Linked DNA regions of Mus musculus: region 1 is linked to region 2. Evidence: chromatin contacts called from public HiChIP or PLAC-seq data. All regions are on one chromosome and are shown on one strand. The core of a region is the stretch at or near the end of the contact, and the rest is flanking DNA. Distances in the headings are between cores, read along the strand shown.

The links. HiChIP or PLAC-seq counts read pairs in DNA pulled down with a chosen protein or histone mark.
Region 1: an H3K27ac HiChIP or PLAC-seq map of microglia shows a contact between it and region 2, with 5 times the contacts expected there. The contact joins two enhancer-like sites. A contact is called at or near these places in 1 of 39 promoter capture datasets (pre-B cells) and 2 of 115 datasets of contacts at active chromatin or transcription factors (bone marrow-derived dendritic cells and microglia).

Annotation. Positions count from the first base shown.
Region 1 is chr10:59,979,307-59,984,717 of GRCm38.p6, forward strand. No RefSeq gene overlaps it. Among named protein-coding and RNA genes, the nearest start is that of Ascc1, 21 kb to the right of the region's middle. Within about 2 kb of position 1,630, at least 182 of the 459 cell types and tissues checked have an H3K27ac peak or open chromatin away from gene starts, as enhancers often do. A contact at or near this core is called in microglia, where this site is marked.
Region 2 is chr10:60,738,196-60,744,087 of GRCm38.p6, forward strand. The region is part of intron 2 of Slc29a3 (solute carrier family 29 (nucleoside transporters), member 3); the gene reads right to left. Among named protein-coding and RNA genes, the nearest start is that of Slc29a3, 12 kb to the right of the region's middle. Within about 2 kb of position 1,921, at least 74 of the 459 cell types and tissues checked have an H3K27ac peak or open chromatin away from gene starts, as enhancers often do. A contact at or near this core is called in microglia, where this site is marked.

The DNA.
Region 1 (5,411 bases), core at 380-2,879, 760 kb before region 2:
TCCAGCTACACCAAGTGACCAGAGTTCAACAGATGTGGCCTTGTCTTTGCACATGCTGTTCCCTGGGCTTGGAACACTGGTTTTGACACTTTCCCCTCTGCTGGGCTAACTGGAGCATCCTTCCACCCACAGCCTGGACTTATCACTATGAAATTGTCTTTGCCACCCTCCTCATACCCAGCTCCCAGCCTGCTTCTGCAGCCTCCTGGACTAGGGCGGGCCTGCAGCTGCCACACTGAATAGTCTCTGCTTGCTGCTGCTCCTTTGTTCCAAATGACTTCCAAATCTGACTACAGAAGAGTCACACTTGAGCCTGAGGCTACATACTGGGTACCAGGAAGAGAGAGGAGACTGTAGTTTTTCTTTATTTATGTGGTATCCAGCTATGCACGTTCATGTGTGTGCACATGCAGGCCAAAAAGTAACACTGGATGTTTTCTTTATTCACTGAGGCAGTGCTTCTCAACTGAAGCCAGAGCTTGCTGTTCCTGCTCGCCACCTTGCCTCAGGGACCTGTCTCTTGAGTACAGAATTATAAGCAAATCGCCATGCCTACCTGGCATTTATACCCACGCAGGTTCTGGAGATTGGCTCCTTAGGCTCAAGTGGTAAGGGCCACCCTGTGAGCCATCTTCCCAGCCTTTATTATTTTTAAATTAAAAAAAAATTATTTTATGTACACTGGTGTCCTGCCTGCATGTATGTCTATGTGAGGGTGTCAGATTTCCTGGAACAGAAGTTACAGACAGTTGTGAGCTGCCATGTGGTTACTGGGAACTGAACCCAGGACCTTTGGAAGAGCAGTCAGTGCTCTTAACCATGGAACCATCTCTCTAGCCCCTTATTTATTTTAAAGCAAGGTGTCATGTAATCTAGGCTATTGTCCAACCTTAGTATGTAGCTGAGAATGATCATGTAGAACTTAATTTAAAAAAATATTTATTATATGTATGCATACCATAGCTGTTTTCAGACACTCCAGAAGAAGGCATTAGATCTCATTATGAATGGTTGTGAGCCACCATGTAGTTGCTGAGATTTGAACTCAGGACCTTCGGAAGAGCAGTCAGTGCTCTTACCCGCTGAGTCATCTCTCCAGTCAGTACTTAGGTTTTTTAAAAATTATTTATTTTATGTGTCTGAGTGTACTGTCTGCATGTATGTGTCCAGAAGCCAGAAGAGGGCATTAGATCCCCTGGAGTGGAGTTACAGGTGTTTGTGAACTGCCACACATGAGGGTTAGGGATTGAGCCCAGATCTCCTAGAAGAGCTACCAGTGCTCTTAACCACCAAGTCATCTCCTTAGCACAGACAGTGAACTTCTGATCCTCTGACTGCCATGGCCTTAGTGCTGGGATTACAGTGTGCACCTCACCTGGTTTGATACCCTGTGTTTGAGACATAGCTTTAGTCTGGAGCTCACTCTGTAGTCCAGGCAGGCCTCTGACTCACAGAGATCCTCCTGCCTCTGCTTTCCAGGTGCTGGGATTAAAGGCGCGTACCCCCCACACCTGGCTTAAAGCCTGCATTTTCACTTGTGAGGCGCAGGCAGGCCTGGGAACTGTCGCCACATGTGTCACCCATGGTGCTGTTGTAACCTGCGGTGTGGCACATGCTGGCTGAGTACTCACTCCGACTCCTGCGAGTTGCTAATGCCGATGGCCCCAGCATCTGTCTTCCTGCTTTCACTTCCCCTGCCCTCTAGCCCAGCACAGCAATTTGCCTATGCCCTTGCCCTTGCCATGCAAACCCTCCACCAGCAGCTACTTATTTTCCCCCATCCCATTGCTGGGCTGTGGGAACTGCTTATCAACTTCCTCCCAAGACTGCTGGCCAGTTCACAGACAGGAGCCATCAGATGGGACCTCCCTCAACTTCCTGTCAGGTCACCTAGAAGGCTACCCACATCAGCAGTATCCTTTCCCCTCCATCTTCAACCGGTTTCTGCTTGTCATCTGTTCCCACTTCTCAGCGTCTCAGCTCCAGCAGTCCCTTCCCTTGCCACCTCCTGACAAAGGACTTTAAGGCTTCCTAGGCTTTGCCCCCCAACCCCAGCCCCTCGCCCCCAAGCAGGCAGTGCTCCCCCGACCTCTGATGTGGCTGAGATGAAGACAAGGTCAAGCAGCTGCCTTCAGCCCCAAGCTCACTTGTGTGGCTGCCCTAGATTCTGCTGTCTGCCTCTGACTTTTGGGTGCCACCTTCCTGCTTCTGTTCTCTGGTAACCGACTGCCTGTCGATTTCCTGGCACCCCTCTGCCTACACAAGGTTGGTAGCAGCTCCTGGAGAACCCTGTTGGGTACAATCCTCTGCTTACTTCACAGATTTTCTGGACAGTGTCATCTGTACCCTGCCATGGATTTTCTTGTGTGCTGGGGATGGAACTCAGGCCCTCATATATTCCAGGCAGTAACTGTGCCACTGAGTTACACTCCTTACCTTCCTGTGGCTTACCAAACACTTCTAGGCTGCTGAATCAGGAATCCGAGTTACAGCCCATTCTCTTAGAACCTAGCCTCACAGCCTCGGGAGGCTTCCTTAACCTGCTCCTGTCTGCAAACCCTCATCCTAGCCAACGCTATTACCTGACACGAGAAATCGGGCCAATTCCACCAACCACCACGTCCTTCCCAGGGCCCTCTGGAGCAGCTCCTGGATGAGATCCATCCTCCTGTCTTCAACTCCAAGGGCAGCCATTTCTCACTCCATCTCCCCGCCTCCCACCAGTGTTCTACCACACCCTCAACTCAGCTCTGCATCAGAACCAGATCTTGGCGGTTCCCCTCTGCAGCCCTCAGTGGGCCCCACACAGTCTCTGAGGGGTCCAAGTTTGGTCCCACTGCTTGCGGAACCATCCACAGCAAGCCACCCATAGCCCACAGAGCACGGGCCTTTGCTTACCCAAGGACTCCCAACACATTTAATTCCTTCTACCTAGAAAGTTCTCTTCCCCACCTGCTTTTGGCTCAGGTCTTGGTCTAACCATATCCCTTCTGGAAAGTAGACCTCTGTGTCCCAGCTGGATCCCTCCTTTCTGCTGTGATATCTTACAGCACCCCAAACTTTCTACTTAAGTTCCTTTGTTGCGTCTGCTATTTCCACAGACTCCATGGGCTGAGGACTGCGTCTTGCTCAGCACCATGGCCTATCAGCGAATAGACCTACAGAGGCTGAGTTAGTGCTCAGTGTGTGGTGAGGAGCTGTCCTCCTAGAAGTAGTAACCAACACGCTGCTTCATTATCTGCTCTGGACAGCGCGTTATAATAGTGACACACACCGGCTCGGGAAAGCAACTCTTAGAGAGACTGGACAGACTGGAAAACTAATGTGTGAAGCAGAGCCTGGCTGGTGGATGCTGACACACTGCACTGCCACCGTGCCATTTGCGTGTGGGCAGGAAGTTACCAGTATCACTGGCTTTGGCTCACTGCATGGATAGAATCATGTGCTGCATGGCTGCTTTGGAAGCTCCTATTTGTTCCATAGTTTATGTCATCAGTGTAGCAGCGAAGAGGTCGGGCTCTGGGCTAAGTTCTAGGGTAGTCTAGCCTCTGTCCCTTCTTACCTCAGATAGTACTCTGCTCTGGGTTTTGCATTGGAAATTGCTAGGGGCTTTTAGACTAGAGCAATGTTTCAGGATGTAGCTTAGCGGAGAATACTTGTTTAGTCAAGGCAAGGCCCCAGCTCAATCCTGTTAGAGTTTGAAAGTGAAGTGTCCTCACAAGCCATGTGTTTGGACACAATGTCCCTGCTGGTGGTGCTGCTCTGGAAGGTTGTAGAACCTTCTGGACATAAGGCCTGGCTGGTAAACTGAGGCTGTAGGAACAGCCTGTGAACATTACAGGCTCTATTTTCTGGTTGGAGCCACGTAACTAGCAGTTGTTACATACCCTGCCACGGTGTCCCCTAAATTGTACCGAGAACTAAAATAAACCGCTCTTTTTTTTTTAAATTTATTTTTATTATATATAAGTACACTGTAGCTGTCCTCAGACACTCCTGAAGAGGGAGTCAGATCTCATTACGGATGGTTGTGAGCCACCATGTGGTTGCTGGGATTTGAATTTCGGACCTTCGGAAGAGCAGTCCCACTGAGCCATCCCACCAGCCCAAAATAAACCCCTCTTGACTTAAATGAACTCTGCTAGGTATCTGGTCAGTCCCAGGGTAAAGCAAAGTAACTAACACAAATTCCAGCCCTTGACAACAGAGAAGACCTGTTAAATGCATTTACTTAGTTTGTTAGTTATGCAGTGTTTGACATGGCAACCAAGCTGTATGCATGCCAGGTAAAGAAGTGCCCTACCACTGAGGGCAGCCCGGCCCCGTTCTATTCTCTGACCTTGTTTCTATGTTCCGGGCACAGCTGGTTGCATCATCCTGCCTTGTAAGCCAGGTGAACTCACCAATCCCCGCTGTCAGACCCCTCTTCGACCAGATGCTAATAAAGGGAAGCTCAGAAGGCCAAGCACCAAGATCCAGCTCCTCCTGCCTCTTCCCCTCCCCTGGAGCCATCTGCTTCCCCGACTCCAGGAAAAAATCTGGTGTGATTTATGCTTTGCCTGTTGTCTAAGACTTCACTCTCAAGTATCTGTCACTTTAGACTTATCTCTTTTGTGGCACTTCAGGTAATTATAAAGAGGCCTGACAGGATATTCAGGCAACGTTAGGTGCTTTAGTAAAGGCTGGCAGCCTTTGCCTGAGTCTGGTATCTCTGCTTGGAACAGCAGGATGGCTCTTTAGGTTCTATCTCCATCCTTTATGGAAGGAAAGGTTCCCAGCCTTAAGGGCCAAAGTTTCTACAACTCTTGAACCTGACTGGGAACAGGGGATTCGGGGGCTTCCCTGTGTGAGGAGAGAGAAGCCACAGTTGCAAATGAATGGCAAAGAAAGCTCTGACCAGCAGCTGGTTCCTCAGAAGGCCAGTGCACAGCAGTGGAGCACTGACAGGCCAGATGAGCATCAGGTATGGGGTGGCAGTGACAAAGAGCACTCTCACGTCCAACCTGGTGGCACATGCCTGTAACCTCAACACTCAGGGGCAGGAGGACCAGGAAGGACCAGGGAGGGGCTCAAAGACATCTTCAGCTGCATAGCAAATTTGAGGCCAGCCTTGGCTACATGAGATCTCGTGTCAAAAACAAACTAAAAGTGTGTGTGTATCTTAGTCATGAGGACCTGAGACGTTGAGTACCCCTTACAAAGCTAGGAATGGCAGTAGAGTGTGTCTGTAATCCCAGTACACGGGAGGCAGACAGAGATCCTATGTCTAAAGGAAAGGTGGAGAGTGACTGGGAAGGCACCTGGTACCAGCCTCTGGCCTCACAGGCATACACAGATGCTCCTGCGTATGCGTGTACATATACATACACCACCCACAGTACTAGAATATTCATCATGGGAACTCTGGGCTT
Region 2 (5,892 bases), core at 671-3,170:
TTAAAAAAAAAAAAAAAAAAAAAAAAAAAAAAAAAAAAGCCAGGCGTGGTGGCCGCACACCTTTAATCCCAGCACTCGGGAGGCAGAGGCAGGTGGATTTCTGAGTTCGAGGCCAGCCTGGTCTACAAAGTGAGTTCCAGGACAGCCAGGGCTATACAGAGAAACCCTGTCTCGAAAAACCAAAAAAAAAAAAAAAAAAAAAAAAAAAAAAGGTACTTTGACCTCACTGCCCCCCTCCCCGCCAGCTCTTTACTTCCTTTTTCTTAGCACTCCTAGAAAGCCTTGGCTCTGTCCTCCCTGTAGGGAGCTCTGCCTGCCTTCTTCCCAAGCTGCCATGGGAAACTGTTCCTGCATGGGGTCCCAGCCCCCCCCCCCCCCCAGCCAGGTCATCTCTAGCCTCATGCTTCTGACATCATCTGTTACACCTTCCACAGTGAGTCCAGGAGTCCCGCTCTGATCTAGGGTAGCCTTAGGGCCCTGGGGTGAGCCCTGATTTGGAAAGGAAGTCTTGGATCTTCCTTCCTTGAAGGGAGGTAAACTTCATATCCAAAGCATAGGGCACACATTAAAAGAGAGGCTGTGCACACGAGGTGGGGGAGGGGAAGGCAGACCCAGGGGTGCCAAGGGTCCTAAGACCCCAAAGGCTGCAAGATGTTCTTCCCCGGAGCCTTGGTTCCAGCCTCCCAGTTTGACAGGCTGTGGGGTTAGAGAGAAAGACCTGCCCCATCTGGGAGGCATCCACACGCACCTCCCAACCCTGTACAAGCTGATCTGTGCCCAGGCCTGTAGCACCAACACAGGTAGGCTAAAGCCAGTCTGAGGGCCAAGGGTGGCCCTCATCCTTCTGCAAACACAGGGATGTGGTCCCACCTGTCACTCCTGCCTGCGATGGTAGCTTTACTGAGTATCCTGGGGCCCGGCAAGCCTGAAGTATTTGATCTCTGTATCAGGGACCTCACAGGATGATTTTACAGGCTGGCCCTGTCTCATCTCATTTTACACACACATATATACATGGGTGGTATGTGTTCTTATGGGTATTTATGAGTGTGAAGGTCAGAGGGCAATGCCAGGTGTTCATTTTATTTTTGAGTCAGGGTCTCCTGCTGAACCTGGAGGTCACAGATTTGGCTAGACTGGCTGGCAAGCACCCTGGATTCCCTCAAGGCTGCAGTTACACGCACGTACTGCTCATGTGGGATTTTTATGTGTGTACTGGGACTCTGACCTCAGGTCCTCATCTCTCCTGCCCTCATTACTCTTTTTTTGTTTGTTTGTTTGTTTTTGTTTTTCAAAACAAGGTTTCTCTGTATAGTCCTGGCTGGCCTGGAACTCAGAGATCCACCTGCCTCTGCCTTCCGAGTGCTTGGATTAAAGGCGTGCGCCACCACCACCTGGCTAATGTCTTCACTTTTAAAGATGGACACAAAGCTCCTCTTCACTAATAAGAGTAAAACCCACAAACCAAGGCTGGCTCTCCCAAACCATGATCCTCCTGCCTCAGGAGGAGGTATAACACAGCAGTGTGCTTTCTACCCACCCCACTCCACCCCTGCCAAGCTTTCTCTAGGCCCCAGTAGGACAAGCCAACATCTCTCCTGTTCCTCTTTCTATTCCTCCCGCTCCGGAAACAGCCAGCCAAACAGTGGCTGGGGGGTGGGGGGCACAGAAGGAAGGACCAGAGAAAAAGGAGCCTGAGAAACACACACACACACACACACACACACACACACACACACCAGAGACAGTCACTATGAGTGTCCAAGTCTGCTTGTCTCTCTTCTTCCTAAGCCATGGGGACATTGGAAGGTGGCCTTAGAAAACCCCTATAACTCATTTAGCCATGTCTACACAGGGCAGCTTCTATAGACCCTAGGTGGGGCCCATGTATCTGAGGGACAAGGGCCATGCCTGAGACATGGCTGTTCAGGGCCTCTCTGCTAGCCCTGCCAGGTGCTTCCTCCTACACACACAGCGTTTCCATTGTGGCCACAAACTTCTCTGAAGATTCATGTGGTGGTCAGAGCTACAGGTTGTGACCGTATTCAGGTGCACACACATGTGTACACTCATTCACATACACACTCACACACAGACACACACACATACTCATACACACACACACAGACACACACACATACTCATACACAGCAGACACATACTCATACACAGACACATACACACACTCATATAGACACACACACTCACACAGACATACATACACACAAGACATACTCACTCAGACACATACACACACAGACACATTCACACAAACACAGATATAGACACACAGAGAGACACACTCATACACAGACACATTCACACAAACACACATGTAAACACAGAGATACAGACAGACACACACATACACTTCACACAGACACACTCACTCACACACAGACACACAGAGACACACTCATACACTCACGCAAACATGTACAGACACACACACAGACTCACATGGACACACAGAGATATACTCACTCACACATAGACACATAGACACCAACACAGAGAAAGACATACACACACACAAACACACACACACACTCACGCTCACACACCACTGACAATCTAATGGAAACCCAGACCCTCCACTGTCCCTGCAGAACTTTCTCAGCTGAAGACTGCCCTTAGGAGAAGTACTCTGGGGCTGGAGAGACGGCTTAGTGGTTAAGAGCACTGACTGCTCTTCCAGAGGTCCTGAGTTTAATTCCCAGCAACCACGTGGTGGCTCACAACCATCTGTAATGGGGTCCAAAGCCCTCTTCTGGTATCTGAAGAGACCAACAGTATACTCACATATATAAAATAAAACAAATCTTAAAAAAGAAAAGTACTTTGAGTTTGTACAAAGCCTCTAATTGGCTTTGCTCTCCGCTCACTCACAACGATGAACCACATTAAAAAGACATCGACCTCCAGGCGGTGGTGGTGCACGCCTTTAATCCCAGCACTTGGGAGGCAGAGGCAGGTGGATTTCTGAGTTCGAAGCCAGCCTGGTCTAAAAAGTGAGTTCCAGGACAGCCAGGGCTATACAGAGAAACCCTGTCTCGAAAAACCAAAAAAATAAATAAATAAATAAATAAATAAATAAATAAAAAGACATCGACCACTTTGGCCCAGGCTTCTTTCTATCAATCATGCTGGGGAGATTGCCTCTAGAGTCTAAAGATATATGCAAAAGGAAATAACATCAAAGACAGACAGAGAGAGGTGGGGGAGAGGAAGGGATGGATGGGCCTGAGCGGCCAGCCGTACAGATGGAGCCCAGGATGGTAAGCAGGTGGGAAGAGATAAAAAAGGGAGGGAGAGCTGCAGAGGGGGCCAGAGCTGTGACTGACAGCTTCACAGGAAGCAGAACAAAAGGGGGAGGGGCGTCACAGGTGGGGGAGGGGCATCACAGTGGGGGAGGGGCATCACAGGTGTTAGACACTGGGAACCATGCTGGCTGGACTGTGGTTAGTGACAGAGGGTAGACAGGGGAACTTACAAAATGACTCAGTTTTGGTTCTGGGTTTTCACAAATGGCTTACAGCAGCCATCCACGCAGGCCGAGCAATGGGTAGCTGGCATGGAGTGGGGCAGCTGACCCTTACGCCTGATGGCCACCTACCCGAACTCTATGGCCAATATCTAGAGTCCCTAGCAGCCTCCTGACCACTGCTATCTCCTTTTGAGAAGTGGCCGGGCTCAGGCAGGTGCCTTAGTTCTCTTTGGAGTGTGTGAAGGGTGAGGGATAGCTAGGATTTGATTTTTTAAAAAGTTCATGACCCAACAGACTATCCCTCTTCCATTTGAGAAGAAATCTATGTCAAGAAATCTGTCTCTCTCTAGGACAGTCGTGTCTCTATACTGGGAACAGTCATCTTGCAGCTCTGGTCCCCCTGACAGCTGGCCACATCTGCACCTTGGGAGGCGAGTCTGAAGGATAGGGCTAGGAGCTAAGTATTCAACAGGTACCCTACCTAACACGAATGTGGGCTGCAGCCCTGTTCATCTGAGCAGCCACCAGCAGGTTCCTCACACATACCCACGCCAACTGTGAGAAGAGGACACATGGTCCTCACTCCTTACAATGACAGGAGGCGTTTACATTATAGGCCACAGCCTGTGACTGGCTAGGAAGCAATGGAATGGATTCAGGCCAGAGTTCCATCTTACCCTATTTTCTGTTTGCCACCTGCCTTTCTTACTGTGGTGGTTTGTATATGTTTGGCCCAGGGAGTGGCACTATTGGAAGGTTTGGCCTTGTTGGAGTAGGTGTGGCCTTGTTGGAGTAGGTGTGGCCTTGTGAGAGTAGGTGTGGCCTTGTTGTAGTAAGTGTGTCACTGTGGGCGTGAGATTTAAGTTCTTTCTCCCAGCTGCCTGGAAGTCAGTCTTCTCCTGTTTGCCTTCTGAACAAGATGTAGAACTCTCAGCTCCTTCCTCACCATGCCTGCCTGGATGCTGCCATGCTTCCTGCCATGATGATAGTGGACTGAACCTCTGAACCTGTAAGCCAGCCCCAATTAAATGTTTGCCTTTATAAAAGTTGCCTTGGTCATGCATGGTATCTGTTCACAGCGGTAAAACCCTAAGATACTTAACAATGTACCATTTTCTGGGGCCCTCTCCTCTGGCCTCCCTTTTTTTCTCTTTAAATTTTTTAAAAAATGTATTTATATTGAGAGAGAGAGCCACATGCATTCCACAGAGGCCAGAAGAGGGCATTGGATCTGCTAGAATTGGACTTACAGATGGTTGTGAGCCACCACATGGGTGCTGGGAATTGAACTTGGGTCCTCTGTAAGAGTACCAAGTGTTCTTAACCTCTGAGCCGTCTCTCCATCAGCCCCAAGGACATAGTCCTGCTCCTGTTAATTTAGTAAACACCCTCCCACCCCCCACCTCAGCAGGCCAGCAGATTGGCTAAGTACCATCTCCACTCCTCAAAGTCCCCAAGGACACTGGCCCAGGGTCAAATCCAAGGGCAGCCTACGTCTATCCTGCCTGGCAGACAGCACTATGCACTGCCGCTCACACCTGCACGCACAGAGAGCCTTTACTTGCTCAATGGCTTAACTTGCGTTTTACCAGGGATCAAACCTAGGACCTCTCACACAGTGGGCAAATACTGCATCACGTAGTTCACTCCTCAGCCCTCTTTTTGCTTTGTCTTTTAAGACAGGGGCTCACTAAGTTACCTAGACCAGCCTTGAACTTGCCTCTGCCTCCTGAGTACTTGGGATTGCATATAGGCCTACCCCGCCAGGCTAGGCTAAAGGGATTGTTTACATTTTCACACATAGACGGCACTTCCCGGAAGTGCAGCTTTATTGAGCACCTTGGCTTTGCCAGGTGAAGTGAATATTACGGTAAATAAGAAGTGGAAACATCTAAAAAAAAACGCAGACATGGAGGGCAGGGGAGTTAAAAGCGGACATGACATACAGGGTCCTCGGCTTAGCCCCAGCTGTCACGGATGTGTTCCTGGGAGTAAGTTCCTGCGCCTGCTCAGTATGGGTGATGCTCTCTGCAGAACTGTTACAGGCCAGTGACAAAGAAAGGCCCAGGAGATCATGCTTACGAAGGCTCTGCCTGCTGCAGGGTGCCTGCTAAGTGGCCGACTCGGTGCCCCTGGGAAGAGGCTCAGGAAAGGCTGCTGCTGTGGCCTGCTTTAGGGAAGGCCTCAGGAACACGTGGTAAAAATGTCAGGCCTTCTTCCTCATGGTTTCAGAGCACCATGGACATGCCACGGGCTCAGAGACCGAGGGCCACAGAGCACATCACATCCTTGTCACACAGCAGATGTCACAGTGATGTGACTGGGCTCTCCCAGCTGCCCTAGGGCCCCAGGGGGCAGCACGGGTCTTACTTTCTCCCACGTACAGAGAACCAGTGATATAAATG